Linked DNA regions of Mus musculus: regions 1 and 2 are each linked to region 3. A link is a contact called in public promoter capture Hi-C data. All regions are on one chromosome and are shown on one strand. The core of a region is the stretch at or near the end of the contact, and the rest is flanking DNA. Distances in the headings are between cores, read along the strand shown.

Region 1 (4,648 bases), core at 691-3,190, 110 kb before region 3:
ACTATGGGGAGGTTTTAGGGATTGGAACTACAGCCACAGCTCAAAGTTAAAATATTAAAGGCAGAAAAGAAAAATATATTATCACCACTGAACAGGCAGTCAGCACATGGCCATTTCAGTTAATTTCACTCTGGTGGCTTCTTGCTGCACTTAGAAATAATGTACTGAACATGGTCTTTGACAGTATTTAAAATCAGTTACTTGGGATAAAATTTTAAAGTAATATGTGTTGGCTTAGGACTTTTGGATATTTCCCCAAATTACTTTCTAAGAAATTTTCCTTGTTGACAGCAGTCAGCTGTTCATGACTAACTTCCTGCACACAGAGCCGCCTTACGGTTTCTGTGGACACTCGGATCATTGGCCTTTCTCTTATCAGATGATTACATGATCATGTAATCTGTGCTGTGCTATCAGTCTCTTACTCTCTTGGTCTGTCACCTTAGTGGAAGTTTGTCCAGTTTTTTTAAGCATAAGTGAGGTCAGTGATCTCTGCAAAAAGAAATGAAATTGAATCAGCTCTCCCTAGTCCACCTGCTAATGAAGATGGAGAGCCTGGCACTGGAAGGTCTGTTAAGTGGTGGGTGTTTCAGTAATCGTCCTCTCTGCTCTGATTCAGGATGGGTTTTCTGCTGGAATATCTTAGCTTCAGACCTACTGTTACGTAAACGTGTATTGGCTCCTGGGCTGAGAGGTCTCAGCAGTTTAAAATGCTTGTTCTTGCTGAGTGCCCACATGGTGGCTCACAGCCATCTCTCTATCTCCAGCTATAAGACCCAGTGCCCTCTTCTGACCTCCTACATACATACATGCAGGCTAAACATACATAAGTAAACTTACATTTTTAAAAAATAGAATTTTTATTGCTTTCTTTTAAGTGAAGAGGAGTGGTTTAAACCCGAGCTGTCCACCCATACACCCCCTCCTTGAAGAAATGAAAGTTGTTCTGCTAAACCTTTGCTCTAGAAGGAGAGAACATGAATGTGTGTGTCTCCTGACCTCAATGGAGAAAACTGGTCTTGGTGTATTTTTTCATACCCACAAAGTAAATAAATGGGTTGCTCTTGCGCGTGCTCGATTGGCCAGGAAGAACAACGCTGCAACAGGATCCTTCTGCACACATTTATTGGGAGAGCTTGATTGTAGAGGCGAAAAGACCCCGAGCCCAGAACTGGTGCTGCTTTTATAGGCCTAGGAGAGGCGTGTCTTACACCCGGATTGGTTATGTACTACGCCTCATTTGCATGTTCCTCATCTGATTGGCTACTCTCTCTCAGTACCTCACAGAACCTCATTATCATACCTCATTTGCATGTCTCACATCTGATTGGTTACTCTCTCAGTAGCTTACAGAACCTCATTATCATACCTCATTTGCATGTCTCACATCTGATTGGTTATACTCTCAGTACCTTACAGAACCTCATTATCATGCCCGGGCCAGGCAGTGTCTTTGCAAAAAACTTTACTGCATATGTACACATTGGTTGTTTGTCCAAACTTATGCGTGGTGGCCAGCAGTAGTCAGTGCCACTCTGCAACGGCACATGTGGCTTCCCACAGGTTGCCTAAAAATGAGATTTGGTTACTTTAAAAAGAAAAACAAGAAAAAAAGGTAGTGTCATGTCTTGCCTCTTGTTTGCCAATGTAACCAGGTGACTAGATGAAAAGGATCCAGCATCCTGCCCAGGACTCCACATAGAGAGCTTGTGCTGAAATGCAAATCTGGGAGGGCCTGCTAAAGAGGCTTCCCTAGTCTGTGTGCTCCTCAGGGCTGTGCCAGTGTGGGTTGGAAACATGCACGTTTTGGGCTAGAGGTGATGACTTGGCAGGTCCTGGTATTTTCTGGGGTGTTGAAACCCCATCAGAGCATGACTGTAGACTCAGCTCCTCTTGCCGTCTTTCTCCTTTGACTCTCAAACTCTAGGTCTAGGAAAGCCAGCCAAGTAGGAAACCAGGCACAGCCATGTTCTTTATTCTCTTCTCTACCCCAGCCAAGAGTGTGAGGCAGTTCTGTGTAATCCTAGAGTAAATAAGGGAAAAATCAATTTACTTGGCCTTGGTGTAACAGGTTCTTAAGTATATATGCTCATTATCCAGACAGTCACTGAAAGGAAAAACAAATCTAGCCTTCACATTCCTAAGCCTCCAAACAGGAAGTGGTGGTGATCTCTTAATTTATTAAGCTATTTTGCTCATGAAGATTGCAACACAAGTGATCATTAATATCAAAATAATTGCTTGCCTCCCATACCATCAGGAAAGAATTGACCTACAAGAATATGTAGGGAGAGGAATTCCAGAGGTGCCTGGCATCCGCTGGGATAAAGGAGCATGGGTATCACAGGAAGTGTGCAGACTCTAGCCATCAGAAGCACACACGTTTAGGTTTTGCTTTGGGAAATTCTTTATTCTCATTTGGCACTGTTGGTTTTGAGTAGGTACAACCGTTAGTTTCTCACATCGTGGAGTTCCCTTTTCTTCTTCACCATCACTTTGCAACCAAGTCTCCAGAGAGAATCCATCAATAGAATGTGGTACTGGCCTTTGCACACCTCCTGTTTGGCACAATGACAGATGCTCTTTCATTTCTTTCCAGGGATGATGACATTGAAGTCATTGTGGATGAGACCTCAGACCACACAGAAGAGACCTCTCCCGTCCGAGCTGTCAGCAGAGCAGCTACGTGAGTGGACTGGCTGGGTGGGCGAAAGGCAAGCGCCAGCATCACTGTGACTGCTCATTTGTGGACATGAGAACCTAGTCATATGTACCCAGAGCCCCCACGCCCTGTCCACCCCACAGAGAGGAGAGTGGAAGGGAGACAGGGTACCAGTGGCCTAACATTTCTAACACAAACAGGTACAATGGCCTTCTGAGAGATGAGTGAACCGTTAAACTTTATTATACATAGTGATGAGAGCCTAGGACACAAGGACAGATACTTAGGGTCTTGTTAAAGTAGAGCTGAAAGAATGCATTGGATTTACCATGAGTACCCAGAAGTGTTTAGGTATGTTAGACAGATTCCTTGTCATTTGCAGGAAGATCAGGTTAATCCTGAGAGCCTTTTGTTTCTTTAAGACAGTAGGCTGGGTTTTCCTTCTCCCTCCTTACTATTTCCTGGTGGTTCAAATGCTGTGTTGAGTTTGTCTTGGCTGGGATTTGGGAATGGAAAGTGTATTCCCAGGTACTTATTTTTAGGGGCTGTTTTGATTTGGGGCAAAATGTTTCTAAGGTTTAAACCTATCCTCCCCTCCTCTTTAGTAAGCGACTCTCGCAGCCTGCTGGAGGCCTTCTGGATTCTATCACTAATATCTTTGGGTAGGTTAGAAGACCTTCACCTTTCCTTTTGAAAATGTGTAAATATTCCTAAGCATATGTATGTGATGTATTATTTTTAATGTACACCAGAATTTCAGTGGTTCCAAGAACAAGGATGCCTTAATTCAGCTTGTCGTTTAGCTTCTTCCTCTTTCTGCAACTTCCTTTCTTTTTATCTTGCTGCGAGCTGATCTATGGCCTTTCCCTTTAGTCTGTCCGAATCTCCCCTTTTGGGACATCATTCTTCTGATGCTGCCAGGTGAAAATATTACCCTCTCAGCCCAGCATGTGAGTGTGGGTTATTGATAATCGTGCTGATCACGCTGTGCTGCCCGCAATCATCGATGTCCACATGCTAACCAGGATGCTTTGCATGCTCCTAGGAATGAATGCTGGAGCCCTGGAGCTGGGCAGTCAGGTTGGGCTCCATGCAGTCATTGCGCTCTTGATGCTCTTCTCTTAGCATGCCTTTGACTTTGCCTTGACCACAGTGTAAAAACTGAGGGTGGTTGTAAATAGGCATGGAAATCGTAAGCGTAAAACAGTATTTCAAAGTGCCAGGAGTTCGCCTCTAAGCTAGCTAGTGTGTTAGGTCGAGACGGTTTTCCCACAGTTGACTGACAGGGAAGCAGCTTTCATTTGAGACTGCTTCAGTGCTGGGTTTTGGAGCCCATGAGTTAGCAAACAAGAAGTAAGGTATGGCTAACTCTTTCTTGTCATTTGAGTGAGATGGTATGAACCCTGAATTTTGGAGGGTCTAGAAAGACAACAGCTATTAGCACGGGCACACTGCTTAAACGAGGTCATCATTGAGGCTTTTCTGGCAATCTCATGGATACTGATCCTGTGCAGTTTTGTATAATGTCTGCCTTTGTGTTATTCCTTAGGAGACGCTCTGTCTCTTCCATCCCAGTCCCCCAGGATATCATGGACACTCATCCTGCTTCTGGTAAAGATGTGAGAGTCCCAACTACTGCCTCGTATGTCTTCGTAAGTATGCTTTGTACTCAGTCCCCTCTGAGTCTGGGATGGTAGCAGGATCTGGAACTAACTGGTCCTTTGAGAGCTACATCTAGGCTTTCCATTGCTGACTTATTTAGACCTGCTGGCTTTGTGACCTGTGGGGAATTAAGGTATGTTGTGCTTAGTTTCAGCACACAGAGTTTGTTAGGGACATCCTCTGGAGCAGGCAAGTGGCTAAGAGGATTGGTGATTTGAGCAGCGGGGCAAGAGAGAACTAGGGATGGAGAAGAAACCATGTGATTTGTACAGTTGTTTTTACCAGTTAGCTGCAGTTTAAAGTGAAGTTCCTGATGGAGGTTTA
Region 2 (4,511 bases), core at 293-2,792, 81 kb after region 3:
ATGGTGGACCCTTTTTAAGCCCAGCACTCAGGAGGCAGAGGCGGGTGGATTTCTTTGGGTTCAAGGCCAGCCTGGTCTATTCAGCAAGTTCCAGGCCAGCCAAGAGTATATAGTGAAAACCCGTCTCAAAAATAAGTTAAATATAAAAATGGAAGACATAACATTCTCTATATCACTGATTTTAAATATAATTTTAATTTAATCACATATATATATATATAATATATAATGATTTTAATTATATTTTACGTATAGCTATTTTAATTTTATTTAGAAATTAGGAAGGAAATCTGCTTGACTGATAAGCTTTTTTGCAAAGCTGTCTATTTTTTTTTTTTTTGTAATGACTGCCTATATTTTCTCATTCCCTATTATCATAGTAATCAGAAAACAGTAACTTACTTACAAAACGGCCATTTAGAAACAGTATCTTACCGGAGGAGGAAGTTTCCCTTCAGTTAAAAGCAAAGTATCCCCAGAACGTATCATAAGCTCTTTCAGTGTTGCATCCTGGGAACACAGAAATTCTTTTTGTCACTTCTGAAATGAACAAAGAGACCATTGGATCTTTAAAAGTTTTATACTTCTATTATCTTCTCAAGAGATAAACAACCAAGCAGACACTGAAGACAAAGGAGATAAAACTAAGACTATGAATCAGAATACCATTATGTCTTAAGCTATGGGCACAGAACAGAAGAGCCACAAAGGATCTGAGGAAAGAGACAACAATTTGTGGAATGTAAGATGTCAGTGATTCTTGGAAAAAATGGCTGGGTTTGGAAACTAGAGGAAATAAGATAAAGAACTTTGTCAGGGGATAGGAGTTGGGGGTGGAGATAAAAAGAGGAACAAAGGGAAAGTCAGGGCTGACAACAGTCAAGAGCTGAGAGGCAGGAAGGCCCGAGTGCACAGCATCGGGTGGCAGGCAGCTGGACGTGAAGCACGGCAGAGAGTGAGCACTGCCTGGGGTGCAGGACAGAAATGACCACTGAAGATGGTTTGGGCTATGTATGAGGGGCTATGTGGGGACCACTTGCCAGGCCAGGAAAGCTGAGAAGTAATTTAGTTCAGAGGAAACAGCTCTCAAGGTCAAGCAGTGCGTGGTACTCTGGCAGTAGAAAGGGGCAAGGAGAGTAGAAAGGCCAGGACCAAATCTAAGAAAGACAAAGAAGAGACTGCCAAGTTTGAAAGGGACTTCAGCTTTGAAAACTATGAGCTTTGAGATGAACTGTCTAATACTGATTTGGGGACTGATTATGAAGAAAATACCCAGGCATGGTGGTGGATGCCTGTAATCCCAGCACTTGAAAGGCAGAGACAGGAGGGAGGAAGTCTGAGGCCAGCATCAGTTTGTTGTAATAGCCTGTCTCTGGAAAAACAGACAGTTGTGGGGCAAGTTGTGTCACCAGACAAAAATTGGAATGGTTGAGCAGATTCAGAAATCCTTACTTCTCGTATCTGAGAATGGTATACACGCCATTTACTCTCAAACCTGGCTACTGTACTGGAACATGTGACCGTGACACCGCACATGAGGATTGTGACCACTAGTCACTTAGCACAGAACAGAGTTCTCCATGCTAATGAGTTATCTAGATGGGCCAGCCAATAAGCTTCCCCTCCCAGACACCCCCTTTAATCTCTGGCCCACCCTGACTAAGTCATAGGGACCAATTTTCCAAGATGAACAATGAATAAACAGTTTGGAAAAAGACTGCCTCTCTCATCAAGAACTGCTGTGGGGGAAGCCTTCATCATACAGAACCATGCTGCTTAAGTCTCCTGCAGAAGGCTCCTTCTGCCCTTCGGACACAAAACTCACCCCTGAGCTAAGCTGGAGTTTTCCCCACTCCCATGGCCAGCCTGGGTGGCCCCCTCATTCCCAACTCTATATGGTTCCTAGTGGTGACTGGACACTGGGAGTTTGTGAAACCCTGCCTTCTTCACCTCAGCCTGTGCTGTTTCTCACTTGGGCCCCACATCTTAAGCTGCCTTCTGCCTTCTGCTTCCCCCAATGTAGCCTAGTTCCCTCCTGTTTTGTCTGCCGGAGTGGTATTTACAGACCCCAACTGTGGGGTAGAACTCGGACCCACAGACTACTAAGAGGCTACCTAATTTTAACACCTCAGAATTCTCTGAGACCTGCTTCTTACTCTCTTGGGTGCTCAGTGGACTTTACTGACTGGTAAAGTGTCTCAGTGCAAGCCCAGTTGTGCCTTTTTAAAAACATAAACCACTGCTGATCCCTAGACAGACAGGGGGAAGGCACACAGGGCCAGTGTGCTGACTCCAAGACAGCAGGAATGTAGGCGGGGAAGAGTGCTGACCACAGCTATCTAAGATGCCAGAGCTTCATTTGGCTACCTGCTGAGTGTAGATAAGGAGGTCTGATGCAATTTAAGACCAACCAACAGACTACATGGATTCCAACTGCTTAGACAGAATCTTTCCTGCTGCTGGACCATGTAGAGACATTTACTTACAGAAACATTTGTGATCAAAGTATTTGGAGGTTGGAGTTCAAATGTCTTCAAAAGCTTTCCGGCATCCTTGTGCCATCTGCTCTCTGAAATTCTCTGCTTGTTGAACTACTACTCAAGCTTTCCTGCCCACCAGAGGGGTTTGCCACTCATGTCAGACTGTTCCTACCTAGCCCACACTTGCCATTTATCAGAAAACCAGTGGGAAAAAGTGAACATAAATAGACACATTTATAGAGTTTTTTTGTATGCTAAGAAAGAATAAAACTTTTCTTTATTTTAGAATTGCTCCTACAATGGGAAGAGGGAATTGTGTATGAAACTATGGAATAAGCTTAACCATTTTTTAAGAGTAAAATGTAGAAGGGATGGGCTGGCAAGATGGCTCAGTGGGTAGGGGAGCTTGCTACCAAGCCAGGAGAACTTGGACCCACAACATAAAGGCAGAATGAGAGAACTGACTGCATGAAGTTGTCCTTTAGACACCACATGCCTGCTAGGCACATGTGGCATGTTCCCCCTCCCCATCACACACACAATATAGTAATAAGGTAAAATATTTGGAAAACGTAGAGAAAGGCTCTTACCTCTTCACATAAAGGTTCACCAGCTTCATAGCACCAATCCATTTTCCTTAAGTGCCAAATCTCTCCTAGGAAGGAATTAGCAGCAAGATGAAGAACACTAGAGAAGACACTATAAGAGTTTGCCAGGAACCAACTCCTAGAGACACAGGTATGAAGTGAGGCTCCATCTAGTAGCACACGGTCATTTCTGTCTGAAAATTATGTCCTCCACAATATGAAAAATATTAAGTTGGTTCTTCAATCTGTTTAGTTTGCTTTTTTCCCAGCAAAAACTTGTGAAGCAAAACCATATACTCACTGGGGATGTAGCCCAGGAGCAATACCTACCTGTTTTGAGCAAGCTCCTGAGTCCACACACACAGCCTAGCTGAGCACAACTGAAAAGAACATGCAACCATAGTGCACGTGCTGCTATGCTACACCGGTTACTTGGTAGCTTTGTAACATGTATACGAGATTACACATAACACACACACACACACACACGCACGCACACACGCACGCACGCACGCACGCGTGCACACACACACAAACACACACACTTCTAAGTATAGAATCTCTTCTAAAAGCTCTAGGAAATTGAATTTGATTTTGCTACCGCACCTGAGAAATTTCTAGGGTTTTCAAGGACTTAGCAATTAATCTAACAAAAGTAGACAGTACTTCCTGAGAGGCATGTTCATGAAGTGGGTGTGAGTTAAACACATTTTGACTTAGAGTTTGATTAGAGTCTTGTTTTTCAGTAGACTGACTACCCTGTTAAAATGACAGATGCTTTTTAAAAAAATTTTTGTGTGTGTGTGTGTGTGAGGAAAATGTCGAATGGGGCAAGTTGGTTATTAAAAGAATAACAATGTTGATAAATATACCTAACAGGAAAGGTATACTGATTTTTTTTTTTTTTTTTTTTTGGTTTTAAGGCATTTATTTTGAAAGGCAGAGAGAGGGAGAGAGTAAAGAAGCAGAGGGCGGCCATGGCCACGTGGAGAGAGGAGGAAGGGAAGGTGGAGAGAAGGGGAGCAAGAGGGCAAGAGTAAGAAAAGAGAATAAGAGGTAAGAGAGTAAGAGAGGTATACTGATTTCTTATATTTACCTTCAGGTAAATAAGAAAGCTTTAACTTTGATTCTGTACAGTACCCTTCTTTCTAAGAACCTGGTTAGCTGTTAGTTCTGGTTTAAACACATTAAGATTTGTCAGCTATCGGGCTGGAGAGATAGCTGAGCTGTTAAGGGCACTGACTGCTCTTCCAGGGGTCCTGAGTTCAATTCCCAGCAACCACATGATGGCTCACAACCATCTGTAAAATGGGATCCAATGCCCTCTTCTGGTGAGTCTGAGAACAGCTACAGTGTACTCACATACATAAAGTAAGTAAATAAATCTTTAAACAAAAACAAACAAATAAACAAAAAGATCTGTCAACTATCTTCCTTCTTCCTT
Region 3 (5,028 bases), core at 1,885-4,384:
TGTGCATTTCCTTAGTGTCCCAGTAGACCATGATGGGACCAGGTAGGGGTGCACATGGACTTGTTTATGGTATTGGGGCAGAGGAAATTGTTATGGATGTCCATGTTTGTGTAGGGGCATGTGTATGGTTGTGTACAAGGAAGCCAGAAGACAACCTTGGATATTGTGCCTCAGGCATCCCTCACTAGGACCTGAGCTTCACAGATTAGGCTAATTTGGCTGGCCAGGAGCTCTGGGGGAATCACCCAGTCTTTACCTTTCCCTAGTGTTTCTATTGCAAATGTGAACCACCACTTCAGACTTTTTACGTGGGCTGTGTGGTTTGAACTTGGGTCCTTGTATTATGCTGCAGCCACTTTACTAACTGGTCATTCTTTCCAGATACCCTCTTTTACTTTCTTCCTCTGCCTGACTCATATGTATGTATGTATGTATGTATGTATGTATGTATGCATGCATGCATGTATATGTATATTTAAAATTTTTAATTGTGTGTGTGCGCACACACACCTGCATTGAATGAGGTGCCCCTGGAGGCCAGAGACATCTGATATCCCAGTCATTTGTGAGCTGCCTGATGTGGATACTGGGAACTAAACTTTGGTCTTCTGCAAGAACAGTACCTGCTCTTAACTTCTGAGCCATCTCTCTAGCCCCCATCTCATATTTTTAAAGTGAGCTTCTGAGTCTTCTCTCCCTGATGTGGGCCATGTGACCTATGCAACAACAGCCAAGCAGTGATGTCCACTTTGTCTCTCCTGTTGGATTCTGTCTGTATGTACACTAAGGAACAACTGAGTAACTCAGGCTCATGTGCTCTGACCTCCTTAAATATTTCTGCAGAGAGACCTTGCACATACACACCTGTACCCTATGCCCTCACACCCTATTGTATACCTCTTTGCTCTGCGGCCTGAACTGTTGTCCGCGCTATTGCCTGCTCTATGTCTGTGTTTGAAGAAGAGAGGCAGGAAAGAGAATACATTGCTGAATCCCCTCCCTGTGCCTGTCCCTGACTCTCGCTGCCTCTCTGGTGGGGAGGGTCTGCCCGGCAAGCAGCATTTTCTTCTGGTGCCTCTTGCAGGCTTCCTTTGCAAAATCTAGCATGTGGTTTCAGGGTGCAGTTTTCTTGACCACTTTTAAAAGTTAATTGTCTTAGACCGAGTTTTTAAAAATATCCTGTAGCATATCTGTAGTACTCAGAGTGCGAATCAGAAGACAAATGCTGTTTCTGAGAAAGCTTCAAAGAAATAACTGGTTTTTATCTTTCTCCATCCTTTTCCGCTGCAAACCCACCAGGGTCTCCTTCTGAGCATGCTTGTTCTATAAATAGAACAGCAGGTCTCTTTGGGCAGCCCAGGCTTGCAGGCTCTGGTCTACTTACTGAAACATATTTTTGTGACTGTGTGTGCTTGTCTGTGTATATGGGTGATGGCGTAGATTGTGTTTTAATTTTGCTTTTTTTCCTCTTTTGTAAGAAAAACTAGCAGCAGATACAAAAATACTTTTGTATCTCTTCTTTAATGATAATTTGTAACTTTTCTGGGTTGACCTGTTGGTTTTGTGGCCTTATTTTTATTTTAAAATTTGTACTTAGGAAAGAAATGGAAGCAATTTCTTCCCCTTCCAAGGTAAGGAAGCTGAGTTGGGGTGAGGAGGGCTCTAAGTGAGTCCTTTAATGTCCACAGGAGAGGGTCTCTGTGTGTGCTTCAGGCATGCGTGGATGGTTATGTACAGATGTATTTAACAGGAATGCCATCCATGCAAGCTTGGAACTGGAAAGGGCACTCAGAATCAAAGCTGGTTCTAGCTCCTCCATACTGCAGATTGGATTGTGTCCTGGCCTTAGGTCCTTGTTTTGCTGTAGTGGCAGTAGCTGGATGTGCTTCTTCCTTGGTTTGTGGCATCATGCTATGTTTCCCTTGATATTTTTTAACTGCCTGGAAATAGGCTAAGTGGTGCTTTCAGAAGTAAGAGGTGAAGGTAAATTCTCAAGAGGGCAGCTGGTATAGTACCAGGTAGGATCCACAGAGTACATTCTAGTGAGCCTGTGAATAAATGTGAGCACGTGCACCCCGCCTGGCTGGTTAGAAGGTGCCTAAGGAAGATGCCTTGTGTCAGAAGGAGGAGAGGAAATCTCAGGCACCATATAATGGCCTGTGCTCTGCTGGTCTGTGGACCCCAAACCTGGTTTTGTGTGTTTAAGGAGTGAAGGAGCTGGGGTTTGGTTTAATATTTTTCTCTCTCTCTATCTTTCTTCCCTGAGATACAGGATGGTGGAAACTTAGTTATACAGTGTGCTGTCTTTTTATTTTGGCACGATTGGATGACCCAAGGTTTCTGTGTCTTGTTTACTCTGGTTTTATGTTAGGAAGTTTAAAGTATCCTTAAATGCCAGGTGGTGGTGGTGGTGCATGCTTTTAATCCCAGCACTTGGGAGGCAGAGACAGGTGGATTTTATGAGTTTCAGGGCAGTCTAGTGTACAGAGCAAGTTCCAAGACAGCCAGGGCTACACAGAAACCCTGTCCCGAAAAACCAAGAAAACCCCTGCCTCGAAAAACTTAAAAAAAAAATTCAGATGTCTAGGTGCTTCATACATACACTATTTCAAAAGTTGTTTACAGGGCAAAGCTGTATAACTGTAGTATAAGGAAAGTGCTGAATATGGAGTTGAGTTCTTATTCTTCTGGACATTATTTATTGTTGTTATTTTTTTTTTTTTTTCTTTGCAGTGCTGGGGATGGAACCCTGGGCCTTGAGTGTGCTAGACAAACATTCTATACTGAGCTATACCAGGCCTGTTATTAGTGTTGACTGCATTGCTGACTCTGAGTGGTTCAGGGCATCTTGCCATTCCTTGAGTGTTTGATTTTCATGTAGTAAGTTAGGATCAGTGTTCACTGGGAGCCAAGTACATGGGACCATGCTCTGACTTGCTGTTATCTGAGCAGGGGAAGTTCTCTAGGGAGAAGGGAATATTTCCTGTAGTATAATGGGCTTGTCAGTATCATGGGGGTGGGGGAGTGGGGAATAGAGAGGACAGAGATGAGTGTCAGATGCCTATGTTGACCTCAGAACCATGCACAGGGCTGAGTAGAACACAGGCCTAGAGCCACACTGAAACTCAGAGCAGTGAACGTGAACAGTTTTGGCAACAAGATCCTGAGAAATGGCAGGAGGCCAGAGAACACGAAGGCAGGGCCAAGAATAGCTGAAAATTACCAAATGCTGAAGCTGGAGAATGCACTGGTCTTTGTTGTCCCCCAGCTGCTACTTCCTGGAGTCCCTCGAACCTCAGTTTCTCCTTTGCTAATCTGTTGGGCATAGTTAGGAAACACCTTGAGTCTCTAAGGCCTGTTCTGTTAGAGAAATGGTATACCCCTTGCTTCTCCCTTGGCAGCACAGTGCTTATATGGCCAGTGTTGAGGTCAAGGTCTGTGAGAGAACAAGAACTGTTCTTCTGGTAGGCTGCTTGGCCCCTTAGGGGCACAACCTTGTTCATCAGTCACAACAGGCTGTTTCAGGGCAATGGGCACCTCAGAAATGCAGCTCACAGTGTGCTTTTGTGCTTTCAGACCATCCTCAAAGAAGGCATGCTGACCAAACAGAACAACTCGTTCCAGCGATCCAAGAGGAGGTACTTTAAGCTTCGAGGGCGAACACTTTACTATGCTAAAACTGCAAAGGTGAGGCACTGTTAGAGGACCTCCTCAGGAGCCTCATTAGGAGCTCAGTACTCATGCACAGGATAAATACTTGCATACCAGTTATTTCCTGGTAGGGTTGTTTGTTGTTTGTTCGTCTGTTCGTTTTGGTCATGTTGGAATTGAACACAGAGCCTTGGATGTGGTATTCACAGTCTACCACTGAACTATAGCCCCATCTCATCTGGCTTGTAATAAATAGTAGGTGTCAGATTTTATTTGTCACTAAGCATGCTTTATTTTTCATAAAAATTATTTCTGTTCCTTTCCCCTTTCTCTGAAAATGGAAAAATGGTCACATAACTAACTCTATTACAGTTAGCTTCCTTTCAGAAAGATGGGAACCACAGGCTCGTGAATCTTTTTTATGGGCTAAGAGCTACTCTGGTCATCGGGCATCTTAGTGTGTGAACAAAAATATGTAGGTCTTTATCTCTAGGCTTCCCAGCTGCTGGCCCTGGGTGGTGAGTTCCTGCCCTGTTAAGACTCAAAGCTGGACTCCTTAGGCAGGTGTCAGAGGAGCAGCTGGGATGTTGCTGTCAACTTCAAACCCCAGTGTGCAGGCTGGAAGGCCTAACATGGCTCAGTGTTGGTGGCAGTTCTAATACTCGGGCAAAAAGAAAAGTCTGGAATGATAAGCATCCCTAGAGAGTTAGTGTGCTGAAATGAGGAATGGAGCAAGGCAGCATGGCTAGAAGGGTTCTCACCACAGCCATGGCTATTTTAGTCCTATTGGTGGGGGTGGGGAAGGTTTTCTTAGTTGTTAGTCTTTCTTTCAGGGATTCCAGATAGAGTCATCTTAGAATAGAGGGCACAGTGAAATAAACTGGAGGTAGGGGCTGTGGCTTGGACGTTAGTGGGGAGAGGAATAGAGGCAGCCCCTAGAACTGGCTGGACTCTGCAGGACTGAATTCCTCATGCTCTATTCCTTGGCTTTCTTTATGGTGGTATGGGTTATTCTCATGGGGTCTGTCTCTTGTCCCTATAGTATTTGTTTTAGTTGGAACTTTTTTCCAATTATTTTGCTGGAGAAACCCAAACCAGAGGGATCCTCTAACTCTGGATCCTGACTGGCTGTCTCATACCTAATCTGGAAGCACAAGAAAGAAAGGTCAGCATTGGTATACATACCCACTAATGAACTCTGGAGTGAAAGCCACAGACTACCTGTGATCCATGCTCTTTGGGAGAGGCAGGCAGACAGGTGGTTGCATGAATTTCGCATGGTGTATTGATCAGATGTTGAGGTTTCAAGGAACCTGAGCTTGTAGGTGTGGGTAGGGAGAATCTGGGCAGCACCACCAGTGCTTGGATGTGCTTGCC

Evidence for each region. Capture Hi-C pulls out chosen DNA fragments and counts their contacts.
Region 1: a promoter capture Hi-C map of liver shows a contact between it and region 3. The contact joins two enhancer-like sites. A contact is called at or near these places in 4 of 39 promoter capture datasets (the C10 cell line, the HPC-7 cell line, liver and 1 more), 1 of 15 datasets of contacts at CTCF or cohesin (large pre-B cells), 8 of 484 Hi-C or Micro-C datasets (CD8 T cells, Th17 cells, bone marrow-derived macrophages and 4 more), 4 of 115 datasets of contacts at active chromatin or transcription factors (the HPC-7 cell line, large pre-B cells, microglia and 1 more) and 4 of 9 other capture datasets (adipose tissue, embryonic stem cells, liver and 1 more).
Region 2: a contact with region 3 is called in a promoter capture Hi-C map of adipose tissue. The contact joins two enhancer-like sites. A contact is called at or near these places in 2 of 484 Hi-C or Micro-C datasets (female germline stem cell-derived STRA8 germ cells and nephron progenitors), 2 of 115 datasets of contacts at active chromatin or transcription factors (the HPC-7 cell line and embryonic stem cells) and 3 of 9 other capture datasets (adipose tissue, liver and pancreatic islet).

The regions. Positions count from the first base shown.
Region 1 is chr1:87,771,546-87,776,193 of GRCm38.p6, forward strand. It overlaps Atg16l1 (autophagy related 16-like 1 (S. cerevisiae)), which reads left to right. Exons shown (of 18, transcript NM_029846.4): 7 at 2,600-2,686; 8 at 3,268-3,324; 9 at 4,212-4,314. Among named protein-coding and RNA genes, the nearest start is that of Atg16l1, 18 kb to the left of the region's middle. Within about 2 kb of position 1,941, at least 19 of the 459 cell types and tissues checked have an H3K27ac peak or open chromatin away from gene starts, as enhancers often do. A contact at or near this core is called in adipose tissue and liver, where this site is marked.
Region 2 is chr1:87,959,354-87,963,864 of GRCm38.p6, forward strand. It overlaps Usp40 (ubiquitin specific peptidase 40), which reads right to left. Exons shown (of 32, transcript NM_001198573.1): 23 at 3,071-3,135; 24 at 436-510. Among named protein-coding and RNA genes, the nearest start is that of Usp40, 47 kb to the right of the region's middle. Within about 2 kb of position 1,543, at least 104 of the 459 cell types and tissues checked have an H3K27ac peak or open chromatin away from gene starts, as enhancers often do. A contact at or near this core is called in the HPC-7 cell line and adipose tissue, where this site is marked.
Region 3 is chr1:87,876,792-87,881,819 of GRCm38.p6, forward strand. It overlaps Dgkd (diacylglycerol kinase, delta), which reads left to right. Exons shown (of 30, transcript NM_177646.3): 2 at 3,577-3,687. Among named protein-coding and RNA genes, the nearest start is that of Gm19582, 25 kb to the left of the region's middle. Within about 2 kb of position 3,135, at least 145 of the 459 cell types and tissues checked have an H3K27ac peak or open chromatin away from gene starts, as enhancers often do. A contact at or near this core is called in the HPC-7 cell line, adipose tissue and liver, where this site is marked.